Regions from separate parts of the Mus musculus genome. Here all the other regions are linked to region 1. A link is a contact called in public HiChIP or PLAC-seq and promoter capture Hi-C data. All regions are on one chromosome and are shown on one strand. Each heading gives the region's core, a stretch centred on a gene start, on an enhancer-like site or on the middle of the called end of the contact. The rest is flanking DNA. Distances are from core to core; before and after follow the strand shown. Region 1 holds the start of Itch (itchy, E3 ubiquitin protein ligase). Region 2 holds the start of 9030607L20Rik (a long non-coding RNA gene). Region 3 holds the start of Acss2os (acyl-CoA synthetase short-chain family member 2, opposite strand).

Evidence for each region. Promoter capture Hi-C pulls out the DNA fragments that hold promoters and counts their contacts. HiChIP or PLAC-seq counts read pairs in DNA pulled down with a chosen protein or histone mark.
Region 2: a contact with region 1 is called in an H3K4me3 HiChIP or PLAC-seq map of bone marrow-derived macrophages, with 4 times the contacts expected there. The contact joins the promoter of 9030607L20Rik here to the promoter of Itch in region 1. A contact is called at or near these places in 1 of 115 datasets of contacts at active chromatin or transcription factors (bone marrow-derived macrophages) and 1 of 9 other capture datasets (pancreatic islet).
Region 3: a promoter capture Hi-C map of liver shows a contact between it and region 1, with 2.2 times the contacts expected there. The contact joins the promoter of Acss2os here to the promoter of Itch in region 1. A contact is called at or near these places in 1 of 39 promoter capture datasets (liver) and 2 of 115 datasets of contacts at active chromatin or transcription factors (bone marrow-derived macrophages and memory CD8 T cells).

Annotation. Positions count from the first base shown.
Region 1 is chr2:155,131,686-155,135,307 of GRCm38.p6, reverse strand. Itch (itchy, E3 ubiquitin protein ligase) reads right to left here and starts at 1,827. Exons shown (of 25, transcript NM_008395.3): 1 at 1,723-1,827.
Region 2 is chr2:154,674,579-154,678,200 of GRCm38.p6, reverse strand. It overlaps 9030607L20Rik (a long non-coding RNA gene), which reads right to left and starts at 1,662. Exons shown (of 2, transcript XR_866878.2): 1 at 1-1,662. All of the region lies in intron 1 of Chmp4b (charged multivesicular body protein 4B), which reads right to left.
Region 3 is chr2:155,555,104-155,558,725 of GRCm38.p6, reverse strand. It overlaps Acss2os (acyl-CoA synthetase short-chain family member 2, opposite strand), which reads left to right and starts at 1,796. Exons shown (of 4, transcript NR_040613.1): 1 at 1,796-1,927; 2 at 3,106-3,223. It overlaps Acss2 (acyl-CoA synthetase short-chain family member 2), which reads right to left. Exons shown (of 18, transcript NM_019811.3): 8 at 2,735-2,872; 9 at 2,223-2,393; 10 at 1,815-1,948; 11 at 1,497-1,629; 12 at 1,360-1,416; 13 at 1,097-1,177; 14 at 27-135.

The sequences.
Region 1 (3,622 bases), core at 578-3,077:
ACCCTAGAACACACAGGAAAGAGGAAACACTCTTGACTTCCAACTCAAGTCATGGTGTGCGCATGCACACATACACACACACAAATAAACAAATCTCAAAACTTCTCCCGAGCCCACTCTGTTGGTTAAGCACCTATAATCCCAGCACTTGGGAGGGAGAGGCAGGAAGACAGAATGACGTTTGATGCCAGCCTAGGTTTACACACAGTGTGTTCTAGTCCAGTCAGCGATACAGAGCAAATCATGTCTCAAAACAAAAACAAAAAAATTAAAAGCTCTTGTAATTACACTAATGGCCAAACCTTGGGACCATGGATCAGTCTGTCTCTTAAGTAAATCTTTGTTGTTGTTTTGTTTGTTTGTTTGTTTGTTTTAAAGAATGTAGAATTTACTCTAGAATACAGTAAAAAGTATTAGGCACTTGCTTTTGGATTCATAGTATATATATCCTTGTTGACATCTGAAGTTTGAATTCCTGAACTCACACATACAAAGTATATTCACTGTTCAAAAGAAAATTTCAATCTTTTTTAAACCTGCAAAATTAAGCCTTAGGTAACCCTGTGATACACAAGGCTGAATCTCAAACTTGCCCCCAAAAGACTTTATTTCAGATGAGAACCAAGCCCTCTGCCAATCCTGGGAGTGAACATACACAGCCTTTACCTACTTTCTTAAGATAAGGATACAGGAGAACCACCCACTTAAGAGAATGATGATGGGTGGCTAGATGGTGTTCTGTCAACTGTGAAGAAGAAAACCTCCCTCTTCTCCCCACTGCCCCCTTTAGAACAAGTTCACTGCAGCTTAAAGAGGAACAGAAGTCTCAACAGGATTAGGATTCTAACACAGCCAAGAAAACAAGCGAGTGGGGAACTGTGAATTTGGGGTACTTTGCAAGTCACCTGGTCACATCTCTAACTTTAGGCCCAATGCCTACTTCGGGTGCACTGACCCTTATATATTTTTTTTCTCTCTTGAAGTTGCAGCCGGGAACTATGTCTCAAAACTCAAGTCTTCTATTTAAAAGTCCTGCCCTCATTGGGCTTCCACCTTTCAAATGCGCTCACCTCTACTTTTTTCTTTGCTCAAGAAAAGTACGCTCTCGGTAGAAAGGGCTGTGACAGCTCCACGTCTGCAAAAGTCGGTGGCGCCGGCCTGGGCCGGGACCACCATGAGTGGGGACAATGGAGGGAGGAGGGAAGTACAAGACAGAAGGGGAAGCAGTCACTGGGGAAGGTCCTCTGCGAGTGGGAGCTTGGAAAAGTCTCGGGGGGAGCCTGCCAGGTGGCAGGTGGGCCCGGCCGCCGCCCCTCAAAGGGCCACGTCGCGCGGGCGGGCCGCTGCCACCGGGCCCCGCGCGTAGGCCGGGCCGCGGGAGAGGAACCCCCGGGCGCGGCAGCGGGGCGCGGGGCTGGACCCTGCCCACGTCCGCCGCGGCTCGGCTCTCTCCCAACTTGGGGCTCGCGGGCCTACAGGCTCCGGACGCCTAGGCCAAGCACTAGCAGTTCGGCTCGACCTGCTGACCCACCCGCCACTCGGCTCGGGCCACCAGCCGGCTCTCCGGGCGCCCCCCACGGACACCGGCTGCGGGAAGAGCAGCCCCGGCTCTAGGTCCAGACTCGAGCGCCACACTCCTCTACCCTTCGCATTCCCCATGCCTTTTCATCCAAACTCCCTCCAAGCCACAGAAATGACCCCAGTCTGCCTGCGCGTGTTTACCGGGACTCGGGGCGGCGACGACTCCTCAGTCCCTCCGCTAAGATGGCAGCCGGTCCCGAGCCCCGACTACAGCGACTAGAGCTACTTCACACCTAGTGCGCAGGCGCGGCCTCCTCGGCGCAGTCCGGACTACAGGCCCCAGCAGGCCTTGCGCGCCAGCCTCCTAAATCATTTTTCCTCACCTCCAGGTGAAGTGGACACTAAGCCTTGCTCTCTACATCTCCAAGGCTTTTTTCTTTTCTTCCTTCCTTTCTCCTTTCCTTTCTCCCTTCTTTCCTTTCTTCTTTCGTTCCTTCCTTTTGACCCCTTCTTCCCCGCCAGGACCTCTAAAGACTGTTACCAAATGCTAGCGTGTCTCAGAATCACTTGAACAGCTTTTAAAAACAGACTGCTGAGCTCCACCGCCAGTTTCTGACTCAGTAGATCTGGGATGGAATAGGGGTTGCTTTATAATCTGCATTTTTATCAAGTTCTCTCCTGATACTCCTAACAGCAGGAATCACAATTTATGAAGCACTGTGCCGGTTCTATCCTTCTGGAGTTACACTGTTTGGGTTCAAATTCTCCTTTCTCCACCTTTTGACAGGAAGTTCTTAGGAGGGTGACAGCTTGACAGCGCCAAGGCGGCATGAGTTATAAAAACTGAAAAGCATACTTCTAAACGTTTACAACAAAACTATGTGAAAGATGCCATTGGTTACCTTTTCAGATGCTTAAATTAAACTTCTTAACCCAGGCAAAACACATCTAATCCTACCGAATTAATAGGCTGTGCAGTGGTAATAATAGAGGCACGTGATAATTAGCAAACTTTGCTATTATTGTTTATCCTGTTTCCTCGTAAGGAAACTATCTAGAAAGTCACTTAAACTTTTCGAAATACCTTTGAAACTACCATATTATGAATTATGTGCTGAGTTTATTAAACAAAAAAGATTCTGAGTTGGGAGGATGGTTCAGTGGGTAAAGGCTCTTGCCATGCAAGCACAAGGATGTTTGAAACCCCAGCATTCATATAAAAGCTGGCACCAACGGACCCCTAACAGTGGTGGGCAGACATAGGAGCTCCCTAGTCAACGCCCTAGACCACACAGCAAGCTTCAGGTTCCATTAGAAGACAGAGACAAATGGATCTCTGTGGGTTCAAGGCTAGCCATGTCCAAATATCTTGAGAGTTCTAGACCAACCGAGGTTACGTGGTGAAACCCTGGGTTTGGGTTTTTGGGATTTTGTTTTTGTTTTTTAGTTTTGGTTTGGTGTGTTTAAGTATTTAAAAGTTCTTCTGCACTTCCAGCCAATGTTTGCCACATTAGGGATTAAGCTGTAAGAGTTGGCTCAAGATGTAACTCACTAGTAGATACTTACATAGCATTGATGAGGCCCAAGATTTTATCCCCAATATTGAGAGAGTGGTGTGCTCTAGGAGAATCTGGGTTGGTTTCTTGTTTCGTTTTGTTTTGTTTTTTAAACTAGCATCCCAGATGATTCTTGTCACTGGGCATACTATAAGATATTTTAACAAATATTATAAATATATTTTGTTACTTTATTATTTTGTACAGAAAACAACTGAATATAAAGGAAATTATTAATTGGCCCAAGATCACTAACACAGAAACCAAGGTTCCAAGCCAAGTCATCTAGTTCCAGATAATCTTTATCTACAGTTTTTTCTTTATTTAGGGGACAAATTCTCACTAACTAACTCAGACTGGCCTCATGCTCAGGATGCTTCACGCTCAACCTTCCCAGTAATGAGATTACAAGCATGAATTACCACACTCAGCTTGCCTACATGGGTTTTGCATTTCTATTTTATTTATTTTTATAAGTGTGGAGGTCAGAGGACAACTTCTAGGAACTGGTTCTCGGCTCCCACTGTGGGATCCAGGTATCAGGC
Region 2 (3,622 bases), core at 413-2,912, 460 kb after region 1:
AGAGAAGAGAAAAAAGGAAAAGAAAGGACAGAAGGAAGCGGCAAGCACGGCGCTCTTTCCCTTACAAGTCAGGCCCTGGGCTTAGATGCCTTAGCCTGGACTGGGACAGAAGCAAACTGCCCGCCCATGGTTTCCGTTCCCAGGCTGGGATGTGCTGTTTCTCTTCCAACTAGCTTTTCTTCCTCGCTTCCAGCTGAATCCATGCCAACAGAAGCCCCCTTCTGCCTGAGCAAGCATGAGAGCGCCCTGGCAACGGAGATAACAACAGAGCTGGGGGCTGGGACGCTGCGTGGAAGTAGGGAAAGAGGAATGTCGGCAGAAAACGCTTCCAGTGTACAACTGTTACAAGAGACCAAACTAACAAGGCCTTTCCGAGTCACAGGGAGAGGGCTGCAGAGACAGACACATTCCCCTGTCCAAAAGACAGCAGGCTAACCAGGGGAGGGGGGGAAAGACTTTCTTCTGGGAAGACAGCCTTGTGCTTGATTGGTCTGTTCAAAAATAGGGCAAAAACCTCAGAGCCCTGATGCTTGTCTTCCTTTTACTCTGCATGCAGCTTAAATAGAATATGTACCCCGAGGAGCAGGCAATGTCCCACTCCCTCAGGATCCTCGGTACACAGCAAGTGCTCAGAGACACTCATGCATAGGAAGTTGAAGCCCTGGGCTCAGAGCTCAGCAGATCCTGACTGGTTACCACTGAAGGAGGGGGCCTAGGGGCAGAACCCCGGTCTCCTGCTTTCCCTACAAGCCCAGCTTGATCTAGGAGACAACACCTGAGCAGGACAATAAGCCGGACAATAACAGGAGAAATGAGACAGACAACAGTTTCCTATGAACAGACCCCTTAAAGCCCCAGCCTTAGCAAACAGACCGCTTCCCTATGCACAGTCCGGTAGGCCTGTTAGCCACAGAGCTCAAAAGCTCCGGTTTGTAGTGATTGGCTAGTCATGAACACATGATCCCAGCAGCCAATCAGAATTCTTTTGAGTTTTCAATCTGCGAAGGGAGATCACGAGGTAGGAAGAATTTACAGGAACAAAACTATTAACCATACTGGCCATCTAGTCAATGAGTAGACTTACAAGGGAGTCAAAAAAACGGTGATAACTGGCAGAAGAGAGCCCAGCCCCACCCTGCCCTTTCCCACAGTCATCGAGTCAGTAAACCCTTTGGCTGCGGAGTAACCAATGCCAGCCCCTATAACAAGAGTAGCAATGGCTCTGCTTGTAATCCCCATATTCAGAGGTGGAAGCAGAGGACTCTCTTGATTCAAGGCCATCCTCCGGAAGTTCCAAGTCGGCCTGGGGTAATGAGCCTCTGTGCCCAGGGAAAACCAAAACAACCGCACTTAGCCAGAGATGGCGCCCGAACTCCATCCCGCTCAGTCCCTCTGACTCCAGAACCTTCCACTACTGCATCACATTTTGAGAAGGAACTCATCTTAACGACAGGAAGGAGCCAAACATAAGAACAGTTTTACTTAAGAGTAAACACGGGAGGACTGGAGAGATGGCTCAGCTTGTTAAGATCAGGGCTGCTCTTCCAATGGACCTGGATTCAACTCTCAGCACCTGCATGGTGGCTGACATCCACTTGTAATTCCAGTTCCAGAGGACCTGACACCCTCTTCTGGCCTGCCTGGACACCAGGCATGGTACACATGCATACATGAAAGCAAAGTATCCATATACATAAAATAAAGCAAAAAAAAAAAAAAAAAAAAAAGAGTAAACACAGGAACTGGGAGATGGCTCAGCAGTTAAAAGCACTGACTGCACTCGCACTCACAAAGGACTCACGATCAATTCCCAGACCTACAGCAGTTCACAACTGTCTAACTCCAGTTCTAGAAGACCTGACACCCTCACACAGACATACATGCAGGCAAAATGCCCATGCTCATAAAAAATTTTTTAAAATAAAAATAGTAAAGGGAGCAGTTTAACAACGTAAGTGTACTTAATGTCACAGAGCTGTCACTACATGCTAAAATGATGAGTTTTATCTTCTGTGTTATATACATTTTTGTTTTGTTTTGTTTTTCGAGACAGGGTTTCTCTGTATAGCCCTGGCTGCCCTGGAGCTCACTTTGTAGACCAGGCTGGCCTCGAACTCAGAAATCCGCCTGCCTCTGCCTCCCGAGTGCTGGGATTAAAGGCATGCGCCACCACGCCCGGCATATATACATTTTTTACCACAACTAAAACACAGAACCGGTGGCTGGAGATGTAGCTCAGTTGACAGATTATTTGCCTAGTGTTTGCAAAGTTCTGGGTCCCATCCCAGCACTTCAAAAATCAGATGTGGTGGCACATGCTTATAACCCCAGCCCTGGGAAAGAGGCAAGGGGTGATCGATCAGAAGCTCCCATTCCATGCTGGCCACATTCCAAGTTTGAGACAGGAAAGCATTCGAATGGCACGGGCAAATCCCTGGGTTCAGTCTCCAGCACTAAAAGCAACAGCAGACTGGTCATGAGCCCACTACCTGCTCATCCCTGGAGACACAGCAGATAAGATGTGTCATGTATGTGACATGTCATGTATGTGAGGCAACAATTGGAGGACAGGTGTTAAAGTGCACAGAATCATCAAAACCTGAAATACTGTTTAAAAATAATCTCTGTTCCCTGGAGCAAGTCACAACAGTGTAGGCCAAAATCCAGTGGTGCAGGAAAGAATGCAGGGTAGGGAGTGATCAGGAAGTAGGCGTTCTGATCGAGCACAACACATTGCCCCACAGTCACAGCTCTTAGGAGGCAAAGTCAGGAGATGATCATGGGTTCTAGGGCAGCATGAGCTAGGCAAGATCCTGTCTCAAATACAGGCAGGAGTGCTGAAGATACAGCTGTTAGACTGCTGGGTTCTGGTTCCTGGACTGCATAAATTGAGCACTGTCTCAAAAAACAAGGGGCTCTGTGAGTAAAGACTAATGATGTAAGTTCAATTCCCCCGGACCTATACAACACAAGACAGAACAGCTGACTCCACAGTTGTCCTCTGACCTCCACAGATGCAATATGGCATATGATAATGTATATATATATATATATATCATACATACATAACAATATAATTGTTAAAAGATTAGGGGACAGAATAAAGACATTTAAAAGGGGAAAAGGTCCCAGGGTGTTGGCTCAGTGGGTAAAGCACTTGCCAGAAGCATGAAGACTTGAGTTTCCATCCCTGAAACCAATTTTTAAAAGCAGAGGAGGATTACAACACATTTGTAATCCCAGAGGGAGGTGGAAAAAGAGACTCCCTGGAGTTCCACATATACAAACATTAATATACACAAACACACATGCACACGCGCGCATGCGCGCACACACACCAAACAGTAAAAACCTAACTAAGACGAGAGGGGTACACCTGCCATGCTATCCATCCCCCTCCTCAACACCACTCTCTGCCAACTCATGACTTGAAATCTGGCTCTGGTCACAAGTCTTAGTTCTCTTGTCTGTAAAATGGGATAATTCCTGGTCTTTTTATTTCTAAGAGTCGGGGACTCATTAGAACCTGAGCATCACCCTTCTTCTTCTTCTTCTCTATCCACGTGTGCCCCAATACGGCTGCAGCTTTCGGACAGCCCAGGCTGCTGCTTCTCCCCACTGA
Region 3 (3,622 bases), core at 547-3,046, 420 kb before region 1:
GGTGTGGCAGGATAGCCAAGGCTCACCATCTCCGGTCACATAGTAGCCAGGGAACTTCTTAAAGTAGGTGGTCTCAAACCGTGTGTGGTTCCCATAGACTGTGCGCATGATCCCTGGCCAGGGCTGCTTGAACACCTGGGGAATATAGAAGGTACATTGATCGCATCTTCTAGGCTGTCTCACAGGAAGACAAACATAGCATTGTTAAACATGCAGGAAATATCCTAAATGCCGCCCCTGAGAGGTAATGCAAAGTATAGGCTTTGGGAATAGGTGAGCCTGGCTTAGAAGGCCGATTCTATATGGCCTCAGGTAAGTCACTTTGTTTCTCTGAACTTCAGGACCTTCATCTGTAAATAACAAATCCTAAGGATTAAATTACTAGTATGTGAAAAATTGTCTAGCACAGTGTTCTGTGAGTAACAAATATCTAGAAAATTTGAGTTTCTTTTGGGTAATTAGGAAAGCAGGTTCAATTAGGTACAAACAAATCATATAAAATGGAAGCTATATTAGTGAATAAATAATTTCTAATCAAAAGAATTCTGTGCCAGCAGAATTCTAGATTGAGTTAGAAAGCTTAGATTCCTGCCTTTGTTACTAATGTGATTTTGGAAAAGGGAAATGAGATTGAGATCTGACAGGTACTAGCCACAAAGACAGCAGCAGCTAACATTTAAGAACACTAACTATGCAGTTCCAGACTAACCCTTTTGTATGGATTATCTAATTTAATAAAATGTAGGAGATAAAAGTACTATTTTTTAAAGACTTAAATTACATTCAAAGACAATAGGTAACAGCTTATCTGAAGTCACAGAAAATCAGGGTCTGAATACAGGCAGGCTGACTCCAGAGCCTACATGATTAGTCTTTAAGGTACAAAGACTCTTTTTTCTAAAAATGGACATCAAGGGAAGGATTAAGACTAAGTTCTCCTGACTCCAAAAATTTATCATCACGAATCTTGGGTGTTTCTCAGCAGAGGACAAACTCTCAACAGTATTAGCAACTACCAGGGAAGATAAGGTTATAAACTCTAAAACAAAGTATCCTTAGCAGATGCTTTCTTCTCCCAAAGATGCCAGATTCTCACCAGATAACCTTCAGCTTCCCCTTCCAGCTCCTCCCCGGACTCATTCAGGATTGCAGGCGCTACACCGAAGAATGGGAAAGACTGAAAGCAAATGAGAGGCGCAATCCAAGAAGGAAAAATGAGGCAACTCTGTCTCAGCTTCACACAGAGCCCCAGAGCCCCAAATTCCTCCCAGCTCTCAGGCCAGAACCCTACTCTAATAGGCTAACACCCCCACATCCTATCCCTGCCAAGCCTAGGACCAGAAGAAGCACTTTACTCACAGCAGAACCAGGTTTCATGGGTGTGGCGCCAGGGAGAGGGGTCAGCATATGGCCACCCTGTGGAAGTCAGAGGTCAGGAATTGAATCTCTTTTCCTACACTGTCCCTAATCCCTAGCCTCCTGAATCCCTTACTCACTGTTTCTGTTTGCCAGAAGGTGTCTACAATGGGGCAGCGCTGGGAACCTACTACCCGGTGGTACCATAGCCAGGCTTCAGGGTTGATGGGTTCACCTACTGTGCCCAGCACCTGCAGGGATGCCCGGCTATGCCTTGAGCAGGAGAGTGGAAGAGAGGAAAATTCTGAGAACCACTAGGAGCCAAAATGCACATGCAGTCAGAGTTCCTTTGCCCCTCCCCTATCCCAGGAAGTTGGGACAATAGAAGAAAACATCACAAAGGACCGTGCTCAGCTCTGAAGGACACCTATGGGACAACAGATGGGGAAGGGTCTTACTTGGTGACAGGATCATCTCCAAACTTCATGAGCATCCGGATGGCTGTTGGTGCCGTGTAGAACTTGGTCACCTTGTATTTGTCCACAATGCTCCACAAGCGCCCTTCATCTGGGTATGTGGGGATCCCCTCAAACTGACCCGAATGAGATCTGGTTATTTTGGGCTCTTCCCAATAGTCTTTCCATTCCCTACCACTCCCTCACGTTCAGGATTCACCCTTTATGACCAACTGTATCTTTACCCTCTGACCACACAAGTCAAGAAACATCGTAGTAGGATACACAACCCCTCAAAATTCCTCTTTCTCCAGGAAGTGGGTTCCTGTATAAGTTTCCCTTCTTTAGACTAAGAAGCTTTGGGAAATGGTCACCCAGGAGAATTTTGTCTATGCCCAGCTCCCATCTCACCAAAACACTAGTGGCACCATTAGCCAGTGGCCCATAGGTGACATAGGAATGACCAGTGATCCAGCCGATGTCTGCTGTGCACCAGAACACATCTTCCGGGTGGAAATCAAACACATACTTGAAAGTTGTAGCCACATAGAGCATATAGCCTCCAATTGTGTGCACCACACCCTGTGGGGAGAATGGGGCCTCAGGCTGGGGTTGTGTGTCCTCCTCTACTGACCAACAAATAGAGCCTGCACAGAGCTGGAAAAAGATCCTTCTTAAAGATTTTAATTTTTCCAATGCCCTTTCACAGCATCTGTCTCGCTTCAATCTCCTTTACCACACCCTGATGTCACATAAGTATACTGAGCACTCACATTCTTAGGTTGTGTATCTGAGTCACCCATTATCACTCGAATTCCCAGTACTCATTCTACTGTTTCTGTTGGTCACTCCAAGCTTCCTTGGAGACTCGCTTCTCACCTTTACATACACACATGCACACACACACACACACACACACTTGCCTTAGGTTTGCCTGTGGAGCCACTGGTGTACAAGATGAAGAGTGGGTCCTCAGCATCACACCACTCAGGCTCACACTCGTCTCCTGCCTGCTGCATGAGTTCATGCCACCATAAGTCAACCCCTTCGTTCCAGCAGATCTGGGGGAAGACAGGAATGGGCAGGGAAGAACTGTGAGGCAGGGACAGCCTACCTGGTACCTGGAGGTTAAGGCCCTACATGTAGGGGTAAAGGAAAGGGAGGGGCCTTCATGGGTACAATGGGGCAGAGAGAACTGATCACTCTGCCATTCTCGCTCTTCCTCTACCCCAGACTCCTGCTTACCTGGCTTACTCTGAAGAATGCCACTTTCTGGCTCCTTCGTGTCTTGCAGCTCTCAGCTCAAATGCTACCTTCTTAGAAGACTCCCCTGAACAGTAGCTGACACCCCCATCCCTCCTGTTGTTATTATTCATCACACCTGGTTTATTCCCTACAACACATATTTTCAGGTATTTTCTTCTTGATTATTATTTTCCCCAACTAGTCAGGGACCTCTAGGAAGGTGGTGGCATAGCTGTATTTCCCCCACAGCCTTAGCACCTAGTAATGTATTCGACACTCAAAAGACATTTTTGTTGGATAAATAACTAGGCATACACAGCCTGAAGACACACATACACACACTATTGGACTGGTGGCACATCAGCAGGAATGTAAACAACCACACAATTCAGAAAAACAAAATTAGTCACTGCCTACAGGTGAGGAGAGCTTAATTCTGTTAATAGCAAGAGAACAGATTTGGGTTCAGGAATTTTTTCCTATGTTTTTAGAAGCCTCCCGCCCAGGAGTTTCTCTCTTGTGTCTTTATCAAAGTAGAACCAATGGAGTTTCCCATAGCAGCTCCC